2 separate regions of the Mus musculus genome follow, and region 1 is linked to region 2. The links are chromatin contacts, called in public HiChIP or PLAC-seq maps. All regions are on one chromosome and are shown on one strand. Each heading gives the region's core, a stretch centred on a gene start, on an enhancer-like site or on the middle of the called end of the contact. The rest is flanking DNA. Distances are from core to core; before and after follow the strand shown. Region 1 overlaps D630045J12Rik (RIKEN cDNA D630045J12 gene). Region 2 holds the start of D630045J12Rik (RIKEN cDNA D630045J12 gene).

Region 1 (4,684 bases), core at 387-2,886, 110 kb before region 2:
CGCCTCTCTTCCCTGGACGGGGTGCTATTCACAGGTAGGCTGGCAGGCACACCAGTACCCGCTCCCATAGCATTGGTGGGCTGGCTGCTGGGAGCCACGAGGGCAAAGGCGTCATCCAGGAGGGAGTGCATGGTCTGGCGTGCCTCCTCGATGGACGGCTGAGGCGGGATGTACTGAGAGGCTGAGAAGGGCAGGCCGGGATACCTGCCCAGCTCTGTAGAGGAGGGTGTCTGGACATCAGCTGGGAGGTCAGGATCAGACTGTGTGAGAGGCAAGGGGGAGAATGACATGTGTGCTTCCGTGGGGCATGGGGTGGAGTGTGAAGCTAAATTCTGGGGCAGAGTGGAATTTAAAAATGGTCCTACTTTGTGGGAAAGGGTTTGTCATAAGAATTAAAAGTCATCTCTCTTAATAGGCATCATGTTTTATATGAGGCAAAGATGTCAACTGAGAAAAACCCAATGAGAATACTTCACAACTTCTTTTCTGTAAAACTCAACCGTAAAATAGATGTCAGACCCGGGGAAGGACATCTTCACTGAGAAGCCTAAGCAGCCACAAATCAGACTTCCAAGTAAACACACTAAGGAGACCCAGGCAACTTTCTGTGGCTGTGAAAACCAAAGGTAGAACAGACTATGTGTGTGTAGAAAGAATTCAGTACCCATTTAAAAACTGTTCACAATAGTAAAGACTAACAAATAGTCAGAAACCATGTCTCTAAAATAAAGGTATCTGAGTAATTAAGAAAAGTTTAATGTCCTGTCCCCACTATTTAAGAGATAAGAATCAGAGAAACAAGGTGGCATTCCACCCCCCCCCCAATCTTCCCTCTTTTTCATTTAATTTACTGAGACAGAGTCTCTCACTGGCCTGGATCTTCCTATGCAGACCAAGCTGGCGCCTTGAACACACAGTGATCCCCCTGTCTCTGTAGTCAGTGCTGGTATTAAAGGCATACAGTACCATGCCCAGCTAAAGATTTATTTTAAACCCTGTGTGTGTGCGCGCCTAAACGTCAGAGTCCCAATACTCTAGGCCCCTCCCTTCTCATCCTTCCTGGTCACACTTTAAAGAAGGAAAGACAGAGACAGTTTAATTTTTGGAGCAGGACAGACAGGTTCAGGCTGGGAAGGAAGGGTGGTTCCTTTGGGTTCCCACTGGCACAGAAAACCTACCAGAAAACCAACAGAGAGCCACAGGTCAGAACTTCCCACGCCTCTGTCTCCTTGTTGCCTCTTGAGAATTTGAAAGTCAAGCGTCCCTTTCCCACATCCCACCCTTTGGCGATGTGCTTCACGTGGGGACGGAACTCAACAAACGCAAACCCATGGACTTAAGGTTTCCTAAGGAAGCTTGGGTTAGAACTTAAAGTCTACTCTCTTGAATTCAGGTCTGCTGACCCCATTCTGCTTCAGGGCCCATTCATTCAGACGCGGACAGCCACCAGCTCATCCCAGACGGGGTACCAAAACCACAAGCAGTCCTCCTTAAGTGTAGCTTGGTGAGCCAAGTTTAACTTGGATTTCTTTACAGAAGTGAGGCTTAAAGGCGCATGGGCAACCGCCTGACAGCAGGAAAATTTTCATCCTGGCAATGATTAATCCTAAGGGAGGGGCCTTGAGTTTCCTGGGCCTGCTCCTGAGATGCTCAGGAAAAACACAGCTGCTCTGATCTCAAATGGCCATGGTCATGTCATGCCCAGAGGACAGCATTTTACAACAGATTCCTGCTCCTGTCATTCTTCAGACGACATCGTAGGTCATGTCCTGCAGTGGCTATTTTGCAGTCCTTAGTGGGCTCTTAAAAGACTGGCTTGACATCCTGGTTTAGCTGTGTGCCTGCTGCCCTGGTTTAATCATTAAGAGAACTTCCTTTCCCTTCCAGGAGCATCTACTTTGGACACTAAATGACAGTAAGGGCTCAACAACCTTGCAGCTTTTGTTGCTGATGTTGTTTTAAGGAGACAGAGCCTCTCTCTCTCTCTCTCTCTCTCTCTCTCTCTCTCTCTCTCTCTCTCTCCAAACTCCTGAGCTCAAGCCAGCGGCTTGGCTGCCGCCTCCCAAGCGGCTGGGGCTGTGCATAGGCACCGGCAGGCCTGGAGCCAACAAAAACTTTCAGTCAAGAGCCAGACAATAAATATTTTAGGTTCTTCAAGTCATAAAAAGTTGGTCACAACCCAACTCAAAAAGCAGCCAAAGACAGCATGCAAGCAAGGGTGTGGCAGTCTTACAAAAAGGCCCAGTGTTGACCAAAACAGCAGCAGGCTGGATGTAGCCTGAGGGCAGAAGTCTTCCGGGCCTAAACCTGAGAGATGACTGCATAAGCAGACAGGGTTGAGGATTTGGGGAGACAGCCCTCAAGGAGAGGTTATTTTGAGAGGAAAAATGGAAAATTCCAGATAATTTCAAACTATGTAGTACACATATGGTCTTAAAGGTAAAAGAAAATCTAGCTAGTGAAAGGTAAACTCTGAGAAAGGCATTATTTTTAAAACACACATCACAGAATTTTAGGGAGAGTAAAAAGTTAAGGACATCTAGGGAGGATTTTCTGAGCAGGGAATCTTTGGAAAGGCAGCCCTGGAGGCAAAGTAGGAAATCCTCTGAGGAAACCCTTGTACTTTCTGTGAAAGGAGAAAATGGAGAAAACAAAGGGCGATCCAAGCCAGGCCCCACGGCTTCCATCTGCCTTCCCAGTAGGAGATTGCTTGAGCTAGTAATCTGAGGCTAGCCTGGGCAACATAACAAGATTGTATTCCCCCAAATTAGGTTAAACCCAAAAGGAGGGTCCAGGACACCATGAGGAAAGCCTGCGCTGGTCATCAATGAAGACAAAGGAAGAGTCCAAGGAAAACCAACCTCCCTCCCTACAGAGAACTCAGTTGGAGGCTGGAAAACAAGCATCAACTGCTGGCTCCTCCGAGAAGCCAAGCCCAGGCTGCTAGCAAAGGCTGTGTGGGGAAGGAGGGAATGCGGTGTCCATTACTAGGCCTATGAAAGGACCAGGTGACTATACTAAGACTACGAGTACAGTTTCTACACACTGAGCGTACCACCACCAGTGTTTGGAGTGTTAGGACATATGCTTCCAGCAGAACAGGAACACCCATCTGTTGCCAGAAAAGCTGGAGTGACTCTGTGTGTGTGTGTGTGTGTGTGTGTGTGTGTTTCCTCCCTGGTCAGGGGGACCTAAATTCAGAGAAAGGAAGAGAAACTGCTTGCTCCTTTGCTCTACAGGGGCATCTGTAGTTAGCAGCGACTGCTCACAAGAACCCTCGGGAGGGGGTGACAGGGGTCAAGTGAGGCTTCAGAGCTCCCCGAGCTCCCAGGGAGGAGCCTGTTGCTTCCTGATGAGCTTGAAGAATCAGACTTTAGCCAATGTCAGCACAGTGTTTGCCACATTTTTATAAACATTTTGAATGTTTTTCATTATTTATTAACGTGTCATTTAGGGGAAAATAAAGAAACCTCAAATAAACCTCAGTGCTACAGGGCAACTGTGTCTTGTCGCGCGTGCGCGGTACCTTCTCGGAGGACAGGCTTGTTGCTATGTCACACAAGCAAAGCTGGCTCTCTACGTTTGCTCAGCACTGAGTTCTTTATGTTCCTCGCTGTTGCTGCTGCTGCGTCCATTAGACTCCCCTTCTCTTTCCCAGGGCATCTTCGTGTCTCTTGCTAATGGTCCCTTGGGAAGCTAGGTTTCTTTCCCCCTCAATGGACCCTGTGTGTATATGTCAGTGTATAGTGTATCAATGTCTGCCTTCATCACCTCAAGCCAGGCTGTCTGTGTGCCTTTCCATTTGAAAAATAAGGCTCTCATTCTTTGATTTACATTAAGCTCTTTCCCCCATGAACATTATACACACACACACACACACACACACACACATATACATATACATACACACACACACATTAATCATCCCTAATCTGAAATCAGAAACTGTGTGAGCTGACATGACACTCAGCTGTGGAGTTTGAACCCTTCAAACTGTAGCTTTTCCTACCAGGATGCTCAGCTGATAGAGTCTGAACAAACATTCCAACATATCCAGTATCTAAGCCAGGGTGGTCTCCGGCACTGTGGGTAAAGGACACTGACCTGAGCGACTGAGTCTCTCCTTAGCTCCTCAGGGATATGAGAGTGTGGGGTATGCAGACAAAACAGGAAACATCCAAGAAACCCAAACACCCATCTGAGCAGAGAGAGAAAACCTGGACATTCTTGCTCTTCCAATAACCGTCAAACAGCTCCCATTCCGAGCAGAGGTGGGTTAGCGTGTCACCCAGCAGCTCCTTGGCGTCACCGCTCCCGTGCCAGCTCAATCTACTCTGGGTGCTGCATGGCCTGCTGGCCCTGGCCTCCACTTTGTACAGGGCAGCAGCCAACACTGTGCACTCTCCTCCCCCACCAAGACACTGTCCTCAGAGCCCCCACCATGTTTCCCAAGGGTCTGGTATTACATACCGGGCATCCGATGTAGGCAGAGTTGTGCACACCGGGAGGCCGCTTGTATGTGCCGTCACTGTCTGTGGTGATGAGTCGGTCCTTCTCCGCATCAGCGGGACAGCCGTTGACCTGGTGTTTCCGGCGTGGCTTAGGAGAACGTTTCATCCGTGAGCTGAGAGGAAAAACAGAAATTATCCTCACAGGGCTGGTCACCTTCCCACAGGAAAAGCTC
Region 2 (4,732 bases), core at 535-3,034:
GAGCTCTCGGAATGACTAACTCCTCTCCGAGGAACACTGGACTGGACTTCTCGGAACGAGACTGGGACAGGAGATGCTAGCTAAGGTAGGCAAAGTTTCTGCAGCCACTGCACACACAGCCTAAAAAGAGGCCCACTCTGTCAACCCTACCTCTGCTGTGGCTCCCTGAGGCAGCGTTCCACCCAGCTAGCGGAAATCTCTGGAGGCTTCGGCTGTGACCCCGGCCTGTGGGTCACGGAAAGAAAAAGGGGAATGGAGAGCTATAGCAATTCCTCTCATCATCCAGGCGGTGACCTTGAGCAAGATGCTTCTGCCTCGATTTCCTCCTGATCGAGTGAATGGGTCCCAACCTGTGCTCCCTTAAGTCCGTTCCTCGCTTGTATTCCACCATCCCCTTTGTGGCACTAGTTATAATGCCCACAGTCGGGCCTAAGGGACACCTTCAAATGCGTTCTACTTCCTTCAAACCACTTGGCAGTCCTCTGGCCCTGCTCCCACAAGCAGGCAGGGTTCTGGGCTGCTTTCATGGCTTTTCTGTCTCTCCTGAGCAGTGAGAAGAAGCTCTCCACCTAAACTGCTCCTTTCTCCTTTCCTTTCCTACCCACAAAGCAACCAAGCACGTGTGGGCTGGGGCAATCACAGGATGCACTGTGTCACCTCAGAGATGGTCTCCAGTCCAGTGCAGTGCGTGCTCAGGATGGATAAATAAACATTTCGGGGAAGCAACATGAATTAAACCATTTCCTCAACAAACAAAACCCACCCACACGCCTCATAAATCATGTCTCTTAATCCCATGCTGATGAACAGTCACTAAATTGCATCTATTATAAAAACCAACCATGACTCCTTTCATGCCCTGACACTTCAGACTCAAAATATTTTCACACTCCATTGTAATGCCTTTGTGGAGGTAATACCAATAGCTAGTTCCCTGGAAAGATCCATGGCCAGGGCGCTTTCCAAGAGATTTTTTTCTTTGAATGTTCTTTGTGTCCTGGCGCACTGGGGGACACAGCCAGCTTGCTTGCATCTGGGGTAACACTGGGTGTTCACGGCAATGCACAACTGCTCTTCTGCACACACCAGATGCATCCCTTTGCCCCAACAATAAAAGTATCCCAAAACATTCGCTACGCCACATTCACACAACCGTGCACAAACACAATTCCAGTGCCTGCATTTTGCAAAGGGGAAAAAGAAAATAGGCATCTTCGGAGCAGAAACCACCAAACCCGCCTCGGGCAACATGGTTCACGGAAGACTAGGTTGCAGACCTTTTAGCAAGACCGGTCAGAAACCGCTCGCTCTTTTTTCCTTTGGATTTATTCCTCTCCTCCATGCCTTTATTTGCAGGGCCCAGGAAGAATAGGAAAGCATCTCCAGCAAGGAGGGCGAGGGAGCGGTGAAGAATAAAAGAGGATGGGCGGGTGGGGAAGCCAGGGGGTGACGAGCGCGGCAGAGAAGGCGGCCAGGGTGGCGGCCGCGTCCCGGGGGGCTCCGCGAGGCTTACCTGGGGCGCACGAGGCCGGCCCGGCGAGCAGCAGCAGCCAGAGGCCGGGGAGCAGCAGCCCCGGGCGGCGGTGGCGGGAGGAAGGCCCGCGGCCGCACCGCTCCGGCACCAGTGCAACCCTGGCGCGGGGCTCCCGCTCCATGGCCACGCGTCGGCTCCCCGACACCCCGGCCTCCGGGCGTGGGCGCGCTCAGGCCCGGGACGCCGGCGTCCGCTGCGGCGGAGACTGGGCGCCTAGCACCGGCGCGCAGCGAGGCCGGCGAGGCGGGGGCGGGCCGGGCCGGATCCGCGGACTGGGGCCGCTGCACGCCGGCCGCGCCGCTCCGCCCCCTCCCGAGCCTCGCAGCCGCTGCCGGGCAACGCACGGCCCCGCGCGGGGAGGCGAGCACCACCTCCCGGCCGGCCCGGCGCCTGCCTGCGGGCGGCCCGGCGGAGGGCGAGGCGGGACCCGGTCCCCGCCCTCCCACAGGACCCGCCTCTCAGGAGGGCGCCCGGGACGGCGCCGCCCCGCACCCGCACCCCCGGGGCCCTAGAGGAACGGTCGCAAACCGGGTGATTCCGGAGCACGCTCCTCCCGAGCCGCCCACGCGGGGCGGGCAGCAGGTGTGTGTGCGGGGCGGCCGTGGTCCCTGGCAGACCCCGGGCTGCTGAGCGGACAAAGCCGAGAGAAGTCGGCTCTCTTTCCCAGAGCCCGCGCGCTGGAAAAGAATGGGGAGGAGGCACACAGGGCTCAGCCCATCCTTTGCCTTTCCAGAGCTGTGCCACCTTGTTGGCAAAGGTGGGCCTTTGGTAAGACCTAGGCCTACTGCCCTGAGCTTAGTGAGTCTTCAGAAAGGGGCTACTGAAGCTGAATCAAAGTGGACAGACACAAACACACAGATCCAGGCCTTATTTTTTAAAAAAGAAAGTAGCACCAATATATGATGAAAAAGACCTTGTTGGGGGTTAGTTTCCTGGGGAAATGGGGGTGTGGATGGGAGTTAGCATGTGTCTCTGTGCTAAGAGCCAAGTGCATTAACTCTGAAGGCCGAATAAGGTTGGAAGGTCCTAGAACACACTACAATTTTGGACAGTTGTATTTCAGAGGTTGCACCAGCCGTGGTCTGCAAGCCGTGCATAAGAGAAGTATCTTGTTGAGTGAGAAACTATGACAGACAGTGGGAAATGTCAGCCATCCAGACTGGCCAAGGATCAAGGTTGCTCTTCAGTGAGGTAGGCAAAAGACCCAGAAAGATGCTACCCAGTTTTGCTGGGCAAACTCATCTATCTAGGCAAAGAATCAGAAGTTCCTGTTCTGAAAAAAAAAAAAAAATAGGCACCTGTTAAATTTCAGGGAAGATGAGAATCTAGGTTATAAGCTTTTGTTGATGACCCTAATTTTTGCGTTCCATTGTGTCACTTGTCATAAGCAACCCCCATACATTGCTCTCCTGCTCCCCCAGACATATACATTCTTGGAGTTGTCTCCAGCATACCCAAGTAGAGAGTTTGCTTGTCTGAGCATGTTTGCACCCTGACCACAATAGCCCTAGGTATGGCTCCCCTCTCCTCGCTTTTCTCTGAATTACTCACCTGGCCACGGGGCACAGCCTGGAGCAGCTCTTGACATTTAGTCCTATTGTGTTGTTATTTTTTATGAACTTGTTAGTCCACACATACACACACACTAAGTTAAAATGACGTTCTAACATGTTATCGCCCCACACAGGATCCCCCACGGCTCCAGGAAGATTTCATTATATATTTATTGATGGGAATCTATGTGTCCTTTACAATTGGCCTCAGCCTCCAGGAAGTTCCCAACTGCACTAGACAGTGGGAGGAAGAAATCTCCCACACCATTCTGAGTCAACTCAGACACTGCTAGAAATTAACAAAAATGCAACCTTGGGCTAACAGGAAGGACCCCAGGGCATCAACTTTCTAAGGAAAAGGGGATCCCCAGAGTCCCTTGGTCTCTCTGCTCTCAAAACGTAAAACCAACCTCTGTAGGGAATTAGAGCATTCTCCCTCAGTGTCTAGCAAAATGACTCCCAGGGCTCAGCTGGCAGATAGTGTGACTCTGCAGATCCAGCAGGAATGAATGCCAAAGGGAAGCAGAAGTGTGTGTGTGTGTGTGTGTGTACTCATGTGTGTGCATACACAAGTGAACATGCACGCCCCCACACCTAGTCACACCTCTGTGCACATTTGTGTCTAAAAATAGGGATTAAGACACAGCCTCAGAGCATTCATACAAAACTATGCAATGGACAGTGGCAATGTCTTAGCACTTTGTATGACTTGTTGGTACTGGGAGGGAGATATAAAAGGATATAGAAGCATTGGTTTTAAACACCTTTCCACCCAGTCTCATTTTGTGTATAAATAAATGAGAGATGAGCTTTCCCTCAGCCACAAGTGAAGCGCCAACCAGTAGGAGGGAGAGTCAGCATGGGTCCTCAGCAGGCTTCTAGCCCGCTTCAGGGGAGCAGAGGGATGAGGTCAGTTTTACTCATGGGCAAAACAGGCACAGCTCTGGGCCTCTACCAGCTGCACCTGGGCCCCACAGGCCCAAGAGTCTGAGGAGCCAAGGGAAACCCACCAGGATCCATCTTTCCCATGCCTGAATGCCCAGGACCCCGTAATTCCACTCCTTCAGCCCGACTCAATTCCAGAGTCCTTGTGATATTGTCCTGAGGTCTGTCCTCCCAAAAGTGGGCCAACGACTGTTGTGTCTGGCTATGGGGTGGGGGTAGGGATAGTTGTTTGCAGAGGTGGTGATGGGGCTTTGACAGATGGAAAGGGTATCTACACAAATCCTATAGGACAAAGCAAAGAACCAAGGAAAGATATGCTCCAGGGTCACACAGAGTTGGCTGAATGCTTTCGCAACGCAAGGAGTCTTAAATTCTGCCCCTGAACTCAGCCCATTAGGTTAGAAGGAAGGTCTGCACACTAAAGGGCAAAGATGGGTGTTTTATTTCAGAGTTTGCATGCTCATCGTAGACCTTGCTGATACTTCACTGTGGCCGTGAGTTCTTTTCATATGCCCTCTATCTGCAGGGCTCTGCTTCCTGAGCCGCCATGGCATGAACAGGTGGGACCATAACCCCTGGGCACAGGAATGTCCCTTATCTTCCCCACCACAAGGAACCAATACCCCTGAAACCACAAGTCCAAGGACATTCTTCCTCCTCTACATTGCTTCTGTCAGTGTTTTTCTCACAGTGATAAGAA

What was found. HiChIP or PLAC-seq counts read pairs in DNA pulled down with a chosen protein or histone mark.
Region 1: a contact with region 2 is called in an H3K4me3 HiChIP or PLAC-seq map of embryonic stem cells, with 20 read pairs. The contact joins the enhancer-like site here to the promoter of D630045J12Rik in region 2. A contact is called at or near these places in 3 of 39 promoter capture datasets (the C10 cell line, cancer-associated fibroblasts and liver), 35 of 484 Hi-C or Micro-C datasets (3T3-L1-derived adipocytes, 8-cell embryo, the AML12 cell line and 21 more), 16 of 115 datasets of contacts at active chromatin or transcription factors (the 230-238 cell line, craniofacial prominence, embryonic forebrain and 11 more) and 3 of 9 other capture datasets (adipose tissue, embryonic stem cells and pancreatic islet).

Annotation. Positions count from the first base shown.
Region 1 is chr6:38,142,650-38,147,333 of GRCm38.p6, forward strand. D630045J12Rik (RIKEN cDNA D630045J12 gene) reads right to left here. Exons shown (of 20, transcript NM_194061.3): 15 at 4,471-4,624; 16 at 1-260. It overlaps Gm52858 (a long non-coding RNA gene), which reads left to right. Exons shown (of 3, transcript XR_003956278.1): 2 at 1-626; 3 at 2,772-3,512. Among named protein-coding and RNA genes, the nearest start is that of Gm52858, 4.9 kb to the left of the region's middle. Within about 2 kb of position 1,637, at least 101 of the 459 cell types and tissues checked have an H3K27ac peak or open chromatin away from gene starts, as enhancers often do. A contact at or near this core is called in the AML12 cell line, adipose tissue, cancer-associated fibroblasts and 6 more, where this site is marked.
Region 2 is chr6:38,252,355-38,257,086 of GRCm38.p6, forward strand. D630045J12Rik (RIKEN cDNA D630045J12 gene) reads right to left here and starts at 1,785. Exons shown (of 20, transcript NM_194061.3): 1 at 1,514-1,785. The coding sequence starts at 1,655.